Regions from separate parts of the Mus musculus genome. Here region 1 is linked to region 2. A link is a contact called in public HiChIP or PLAC-seq data. All regions are on one chromosome and are shown on one strand. Each heading gives the region's core, a stretch centred on a gene start, on an enhancer-like site or on the middle of the called end of the contact. The rest is flanking DNA. Distances are from core to core; before and after follow the strand shown.

Region 1 (3,324 bases), core at 374-2,873, 310 kb after region 2:
AAAAAAAAAAAAAAGAAAGAAAGAAAGAAAGAAAAGAAAAGAAAAGAAAAGAAAAGAAAAGAAAAGAAAAGAAAAGGAAGGAAGAAAGAAAGACCTTACTGAGGGCAGCCTCCAGAGCCCACCAGCCTCCTTTTACAGAGACCCTGAAGCTCTTCAAAGATTGGGCTCTTGCAGTGAGAGTGATGGTGTGGAATTCCTACCCACCTTGCAATGGCTGGGCCTGCCTGGTAGAGCTGTTCATCTGTGCCTGCCATGGGCTCACTCTAGGTCTCTTGAGACCTCCCAGATACTACAAGTCTGGGGAAAGAGAATGCACAGGCTCATGCCCAGACATTTCCTTCTGCAAAACGGGGAGGTGAGGCCACTGCCCAAGGGTCCTTGCATGCTGGGCCAGTGTTTGCCTCTCTCTTCCTCAGAAGAACTCCCTTTCCCTTCCGTGTTGGAGGAATCGAGTCTCTCCCTCTTGATGCAGAGAATTTTGCTCTGGTGACCCAGGACCGCTTCAGTCTCACGGCTGTGCTTGGCGCTCACTCTCACGGGGACCCTGCTGAAGTGTGAATTCCAAGCGCGTGGAGGACTGGAGATGACGTGCACGGGTGTGAGTTTGCAGCTGATGAAGGGATTTCTGACATATAACTAACCACCCAGGACGGAGACATAGAGCCTGTGTCACAATGGAGCCGAGGGCAGTTTGTCTCTGGAGCATCCTGGCTGAGCCGGAGATCCATACTAGCAGGGGACATAATCATAGGTGGAGTCCCCTTTCCCACAGGGCAAGGTGGTCTTCAGGGCTGTGCACACCGAGCCTCTCTACTAACCCACAAGGGGGTCCTGTGCCGGCTGCCCTGGATAGAGAAGAAAGCGTGAGAAATGGGAGGCGCGTGCCTGGCTCGCTGCCCAGGCTCCTCCCTGCAGCTCTCTGCTCGGTACTTCAGTCTAAGTTTGTACAAAAGCCCTGCCCCACTCGAGGTCTCTTGCCCTGCGCTCCCGGCTCAAGAGCGCCATGCGCCCAGCAAGTCTCCCTCACTCCTGGGACCGGCTCACCGAGTTTTAAGACCTACGGAGCTGGGTCGACACAAAATCCCGCAGCGCCACAACTTGGAGACACGGTGAGTTGGAGAAAGGACACAGGGCCACGGCAGGGTGCTTGTTCCTGGCATGAAAACCTGGGGCTACGAGGGACACCCGAAACACTCTGAGGTGGCAATGGCTCAGAGAAGACGCTTCCATATTTAAGTGATCTGGACGTGGAACTTTTCTGACCTCTCCCTAGGGCGCTATCCTGCGGGCTGAGTAGCGTGTTGCGTGTCCCTGTGGTTTCTATTTGCTTGTTATAGGCCCACTCAGGTTTCGGTCTCATTGCGGAGAGGCGAGGGGGTACCCGGAAGAATCGCGATGGCCCGGGGTGCATGCATCAGCCTTAGGGTGGTGCGCCCTGAAACTAGGCAGCGAGCGAGACAAGGGACGCTGCGCAAACTCTGAGCTCTCGCTGGGGGAAGAGCGGACCCGGGCAGAGCAGAGGCGGAGGTGCGGGACCCAATGTCTGCAACCTGCGCGATAGGACCCCGGCCTGGCTGCTCGGTGCCCTTACGGTGTCCGGCCACCTCCCCCTACCCCTCCCTATTCCCCGCCTGGCCAACGCATAGACCAGCGTGACCCGGGCGTCCGCAGTGCTCGCTGGCACCGCCCTCACGCGCCCGGCCTTTCGCCCACCTTGACCCACTTTTTCTTCCCAGGTGACAGAGATGTGGCCATACCGACCATTTAAAGCGATTCCAACTCCGGCGAAGCCTGGCTGGAAAGACGCGGCTTCCATCCCGGCAGCCTGGAGGAGGATCGAGCAGGGGCTGTGCCTGGGCTTGCCTGGACTTGTTCAGAGAAGGGCTGCTCCCCTCGGTAACTGCACAGATTGGGGGCTTTGGGAGACGTTGCCAGAACCTGGAAGCCACGGCCGGGGGCTACTGGGGCCCGGGGTCTGCGCACCTGCTCGCCGTGGAGCCCAGGTAAACACTGAGCCGGTGTGCTTGTCTGTGGGAAAGTGTGCGAAGGAGTCGGGAACTAGGCCGAGTACTTGAGTGGTAATTACAGAGAACTGCTGGGTTGTGCAGCCCTGGGAAGGCGAAGAATTTCCAAGAAGTAACAAAATGTCCTTTGATATCATCATCTCTGGAGAGAAAGGGTTCCTTTGGGGGAGTTTTGCTTGGGCCGATTTTTTTCTTCTTTGATCTTTGTTGGGCGTGAAGAAGGCTCTGACGCCTTTGGGCTGTGCTCACCAATCTGGGAGTTGGGCTAAAGCTGACGACTCCCAGGTCCTCTTTCCCACCCATAAATGGGGGCACTGACCCTGCCACCCAGACTTGTACTGAGAAATTTATTAGGCAGGAAAAAAAAGTGCTTGGGTCACTAAAGCTGTGTTCTGAAAGTGTGTGTGTGTGTGTGTGTGTGTGTGTGTGTGTGTGTGTGTGTGACAATGTAGTGTGTAGCCCAAGCTAGTCTTGAGCTCAAGGCATTTCCCGCCTCAGCCTCCTGCACATAGATTCCTATTCTAACGTTGAAGCAGAGGGGTTTCCCCCGGGGTGGGTGAGAGTGCCCCTGCTGGCAGGGGCTCTGCCTAGCCTGAAAGCTTTATTGTACTCCGTGTAGCAGGGGCCAACCCAGGTCCGTCCGAGTCCCGTCCCGTCCCCCCCCCCCCCCCCCCAAGGCAGCTCAAGGACAAGTTTATTAGGATGTGAGAGAAAACAACGTGTCAGGCAAGCAGCACGTGTTGCCGAGGGCCCTGGGAAGAGGACACGGGAGAGAAGAAGAGAAAGCCATGCCTTTTGCAATGGAGGTGGGCAAGCAGCTGTGTGGCAGGGGTGGAAGATTTCAGAGAAAGAGTGCAAGAAGGCCCAGGGTGCCAGAAAGCAGGCTTGAGCCGCAGTCAGTAACCAAGAGAAAAGGTGACCAAGAAAGAGGAGGTGTGAGTTGGGACTCAGAAAGCAGAGCAGGCAGAGCCTGCAGGGCCATCCATGCTCAGAAGCCTTGTGAGATGGAGGAAGCTCGCTCGCTCTCTCTGGCTGCTTGGAGGGAGGTGTTTCCAGGAAGGACGAGGGCATCCTTTCATCAAGGGGATAATTATTTCTCTTTCTTCTTGGCCTGTCTTCAGGAGAATCCAGTTTCCTGGATGTGGGAGGGGCAGGGGTAGACTTCTGGCTGGGTGATTGGCAGGCCCCACTGGATTAAAGCTTAAAAGGAGGAGAAGATAGTATGTGATGTTTGGGGGTAGCTTAGGATGTCAGATCTCCACTCCTGGCCAGAGGTGGAATTTACATTCTGTTCTTTCAA
Region 2 (3,841 bases), core at 1,094-3,593:
AACAGGGCTCCTCCACCTACAGCTGGTGATGCAGAGCATCCCTCCAGGCTCTGTTTTCCCAGCTGCGAAATGGACAGAATAGCAGCACCTGCCTCATTGGAGCAGCTCCTGAATGACAGGTGCTCTGTGCATGTCACCTGCACAGGAATGGCAGCTGCTCTCATTCTTACAGTAACTGGGACAAGAAAACTCCATGGGTAAGGTGGCGGGGTGGCTGGCTTTGGGCTCTAGATAACTTCTCTGCAACCACTTTGGCCAGTTTTAAAACTCAGGAAGGGCTGACCTGAACGCAGAAACATTTTCTTCACACGGCTCCCAAAGCCTGGCCCTATGCCATCTCTGTGATTAGCTTGAAAACACCCACTCCCCTAAAGGCTTTCCAAAACCAAGTTCCTGCAGGCCCTCCTCTGGCATATTCAACCCCCATTCTTCACCACAGCTGATTCCTGCCTGCCACAGCTTCCCCTCCAGGGAAGGGGAAAGAAAGCTGCAGCCTCTTGCTAAGTGAGGCTTGCTTCAGAACTGTGAGAGGCCAATTCACCTGCACATGAAACCCAGACCTCATAAAGACAGTCACCCGAGACCCCGTGCTCTGACCAATCAGCAGCAGTAGTCCAAACATGGTCCAAACCTTCACAGTCTGGTGTCAGTATGAAAAAAGCATGAAGGGGTTTTTGGCTGCTCCTGAAAGAAATAACACGTCCCACCGGGCGTGGTGGTGCACGCCTTTAATCCCAGCACTTGGGAGGCAGAGGAGGTGGATTTCTGAGTTCGAGGCCAGCCTGGTCTACAGAGGGAGTTCCAGGACAGCCAGGGCTACACAGAGAAACCCTGTCTCGAAAAAAACAAGCAAGCAAACAAACAAACAAAAAAAACAACAACAAAAAGAAATACATGTCCCACACACACCTCACCAAGAACTCAGATTCCTGTCTCTAGCAGAGGCAAGGCATTCGTTGGCAGGACAGGAAGGGTGACAGGCAGCCAGTCCTGGCCACAACAAGTCCCACTCTGCTCTTTTGGCCAAATGCCCTGAGCTGGCAGAGGCAGCCAGGAGATGCCTGGCTTTTGGGACAAGCTCTGCTTGGCACATGAACAGACTGCCCAGGCTCCCCTAGGCCCAGGTAACGAGGGACTGCTTTGGGTTGGCTGATCTTAAGCGGTCCCTCTGACTCCCAAAAACTGGGTGGGAACAAGACAGGAAGCTTGGGTTGAGATCTAGAGTCAGGCACTCTCTCAGCCCCCCGGGATGTGGCCCCCTCTTTCAAACACAGCTGACATCCATCCCCTCCTTAGGTGCCGCTGACTCACCTACCTCTAACAACTTTTGCCTGCCCTCTCCTGCAGAAGAAATGCAGGGTTAAGGAGGGCGACCTATCACCCTGATTGCCAGTTCAAACCATAGCTCCTTGTCATCCAGCGACTAGGGTCAAGTCCCGAGCACTGCACATCCCCGGCTGTCCCAAAGAGGCTCCCACGAATGCGTGTATGTTCCTATCCTCGGGAAATGTGATCAGGTGAGCTATTCCTTCACGCTGCTGGAGAAACGACTCCATTCTGGGGTTTGACCACGGCAAGCTTGGAGTACTGGGGTCTGCGTGGTCTCTGAGCCATGACAGGCCAGGGTATTGATCCCAAAGCCCATCCGTGACATGTGTCCAAGGAGTACAGCGTACACCTCTGAGTGGACAAGTTCCTTAAATGTGTGGAGCGCAGGCTCCTGCCTCAGGCTGCTACTGCTCACACGTGCCTTCTAAGTACTCAGCTCCAAGGCTTCTCCGGGGGAAAGCTTACGCGAGGAATGTTATTGCTATCGCATACAGACCATCAAGCGCCAGCTCTCATCCTCCTAACCGATGGGCGGCAGAGGCCCAGCAGGGCAGTCCAGCCAGGAGCACGGGCCTCGAAGGGAGGAGCAAGCAGCAGCCCCCTCCCCCAGCCACGGTCGGCGGCTGCTCCCCGACGAGGCTTTTAGGGGGTGAGGGCAAAGGCGGTGGCGGAGAATGCGTCCCGCATTCGCGAGCAGGCCTGGTCCGCCCCTAGGACTCCGCCGTGGCCTCGCGGGGGCGGGGCGGCGGCCCGGGCCGCGTGCAGCGGGGCGCGCACTCACCTCCGCGCAATCCGGTAGAGCACCACGCCGGCGGCAGCGCACGCCGTGACCCCGAGGCCGCCCGCCAGGCCGGCGGTGGGGCAGCTAGCCAGCAGCGCGCTCACTCCCTCCATGGCTTCCGGGCCGAGTCGGTGGGCAAGGGGCGCGGGCCGCAAAAGAGACTCCCAGCGGCCCGCGCGCTCCAGCTCGCGCCGTGACCTTCGCCGCTTTGTAGCCGGCGCGAGCCCGCCCCTTGACTCGGCGCGCTCCCGCCGCGCAGCCAATCGCGGCGCGGGGCGAGCCTGAGTGGGCGGGGCGCCTACGGAAGCCCTCGGCACTGGCTCGGACGCGCCCCCCAGCGTCCACAGTTGCAAAGCCACTCTCTAGAGCTGGAAGGAGTCCCGCCTGCGCCTGCAGCCTGCGCACGCATGCATTTGCAGGTCCTAGTGCTGCTACCTTAACGCTAATCCTTGCCAATGCTTTCTCCACTTAGTCCTGCTTTCCTGGCGTTGGGCTAAAGTCGGTCTGTGCCGCTTCAGACGCCACAGTGGTTGAAAATTAGCTTGCACAAACACAAACGTCCAAAGACGGAAACGAGGTTAAATAATCACAGGATAGCATGTTTCGGAACATAATGCAGCCATTAGAGTGAATGGCTAAGGTGTGTGTGTGTGTGGGGGGGGATTGGTCCTGAAGGGATTATCCTTTTTTTTTTCTTTAGTCGAATGTAGATGATTTTCATAGTTGCCAAGTTTGATGAAGTCTGTGCACTTCAAATAGATTACCTCGGGGAGTGAGATGGAGGGAAGAGCCACTTACAGGCGTGCTTCAGCATTTACGTGAGCTAAATTAGGGATCAAGAAAAACTCACTGAGGCTTGGTGATGCACGCCTTTAATCCCTGTGGAGGTAGGCGGATTTTTGTAAATTTGAGGTCAGCTTGGACTACACAGTGAGTTCCAGGTCATCAGGCAATCCATGGGCTAGTAGGTAGGTCCTGTCCTAAAACAAAACAAAATAAAACAAAACATCTCTAGCAAGAAATATTTATACCAGGTTGGGCAGATGTTGTGGCACAAGCCTTTGATTTCTTTAAAAAAAAAAAGGTCAAAAAATTATGGGGCATGGTGGTGCACACCTTTAATCTCAGTACTTGGGAGGCAGAGGAAGGCAGATCTCTGTAAGTTCAAGGCCACCCTGGTCTACAGAGCAAGTTCCAGGACAGACAGGACTCTGATACACAGAAAAACCGTGTTTTGAAAAACAAAACAAAAACAAAACAAAAACAAAAATCTAAAAAAAGTTTATCTCTAATTACATACTATGTTTCTGTAGAATACCCCACCAACACACACACACACAATTTTATGAGTGTCTCTTTTTTTTTAAAGATTTATTTATTTATTATATGTAAGTACACTGTAGCTGTCTTCAGACACTCCAGAAGAGGGCATCAAATCTCATTACGGATAGTTGTGAGCCACCATGTGGTTGCTGGGATTTGAACTCAGGACCTTCAGGAAGAGCAGTCGGGTGTTCTTACCTGCTGAGCCATCTCATCAGCCCCTATGAGTGTCTTTAAGATCAAGTTCTCTGTGGGCAATGATGGCTTGAGGGTCACTGTAATAATCTCTCGCTTTTGTTGGCAGCTCACCTGTCCACATGTCACCAGTCAGGAAGGAAGGAGCAGGTTGTGTGCAGGGAATCAATGTAAAAGCCTGGAAGGTGTCGCTTGTACATCAGAGACAAGACC

Evidence for each region. HiChIP or PLAC-seq counts read pairs in DNA pulled down with a chosen protein or histone mark.
Region 1: an H3K4me3 HiChIP or PLAC-seq map of craniofacial prominence shows a contact between it and region 2, with 3 times the contacts expected there. The contact joins the enhancer-like site here to the promoter of Tmem201 in region 2. A contact is called at or near these places in 3 of 39 promoter capture datasets (embryonic stem cells, frontonasal cranial neural crest and hippocampal neurons), 1 of 15 datasets of contacts at CTCF or cohesin (large pre-B cells), 1 of 484 Hi-C or Micro-C datasets (nephron progenitors), 12 of 115 datasets of contacts at active chromatin or transcription factors (craniofacial prominence, embryonic hindbrain, embryonic stem cells and 7 more) and 1 of 9 other capture datasets (embryonic stem cells).

What each region holds. Positions count from the first base shown.
Region 1 is chr4:150,047,263-150,050,586 of GRCm38.p6, forward strand. Gm13067 (a long non-coding RNA gene) reads left to right here. Exons shown (of 7, transcript XR_390962.2): 6 at 417-2,003. Among named protein-coding and RNA genes, the nearest start is that of Gm13067, 20 kb to the left of the region's middle. Within about 2 kb of position 1,624, at least 185 of the 459 cell types and tissues checked have an H3K27ac peak or open chromatin away from gene starts, as enhancers often do. A contact at or near this core is called in craniofacial prominence, embryonic stem cells, extraembryonic endoderm stem cells and 3 more, where this site is marked.
Region 2 is chr4:149,735,725-149,739,565 of GRCm38.p6, forward strand. Tmem201 (transmembrane protein 201) reads right to left here and starts at 2,344. Exons shown (of 11, transcript NM_001284270.1): 1 at 2,111-2,344. The coding sequence starts at 2,223.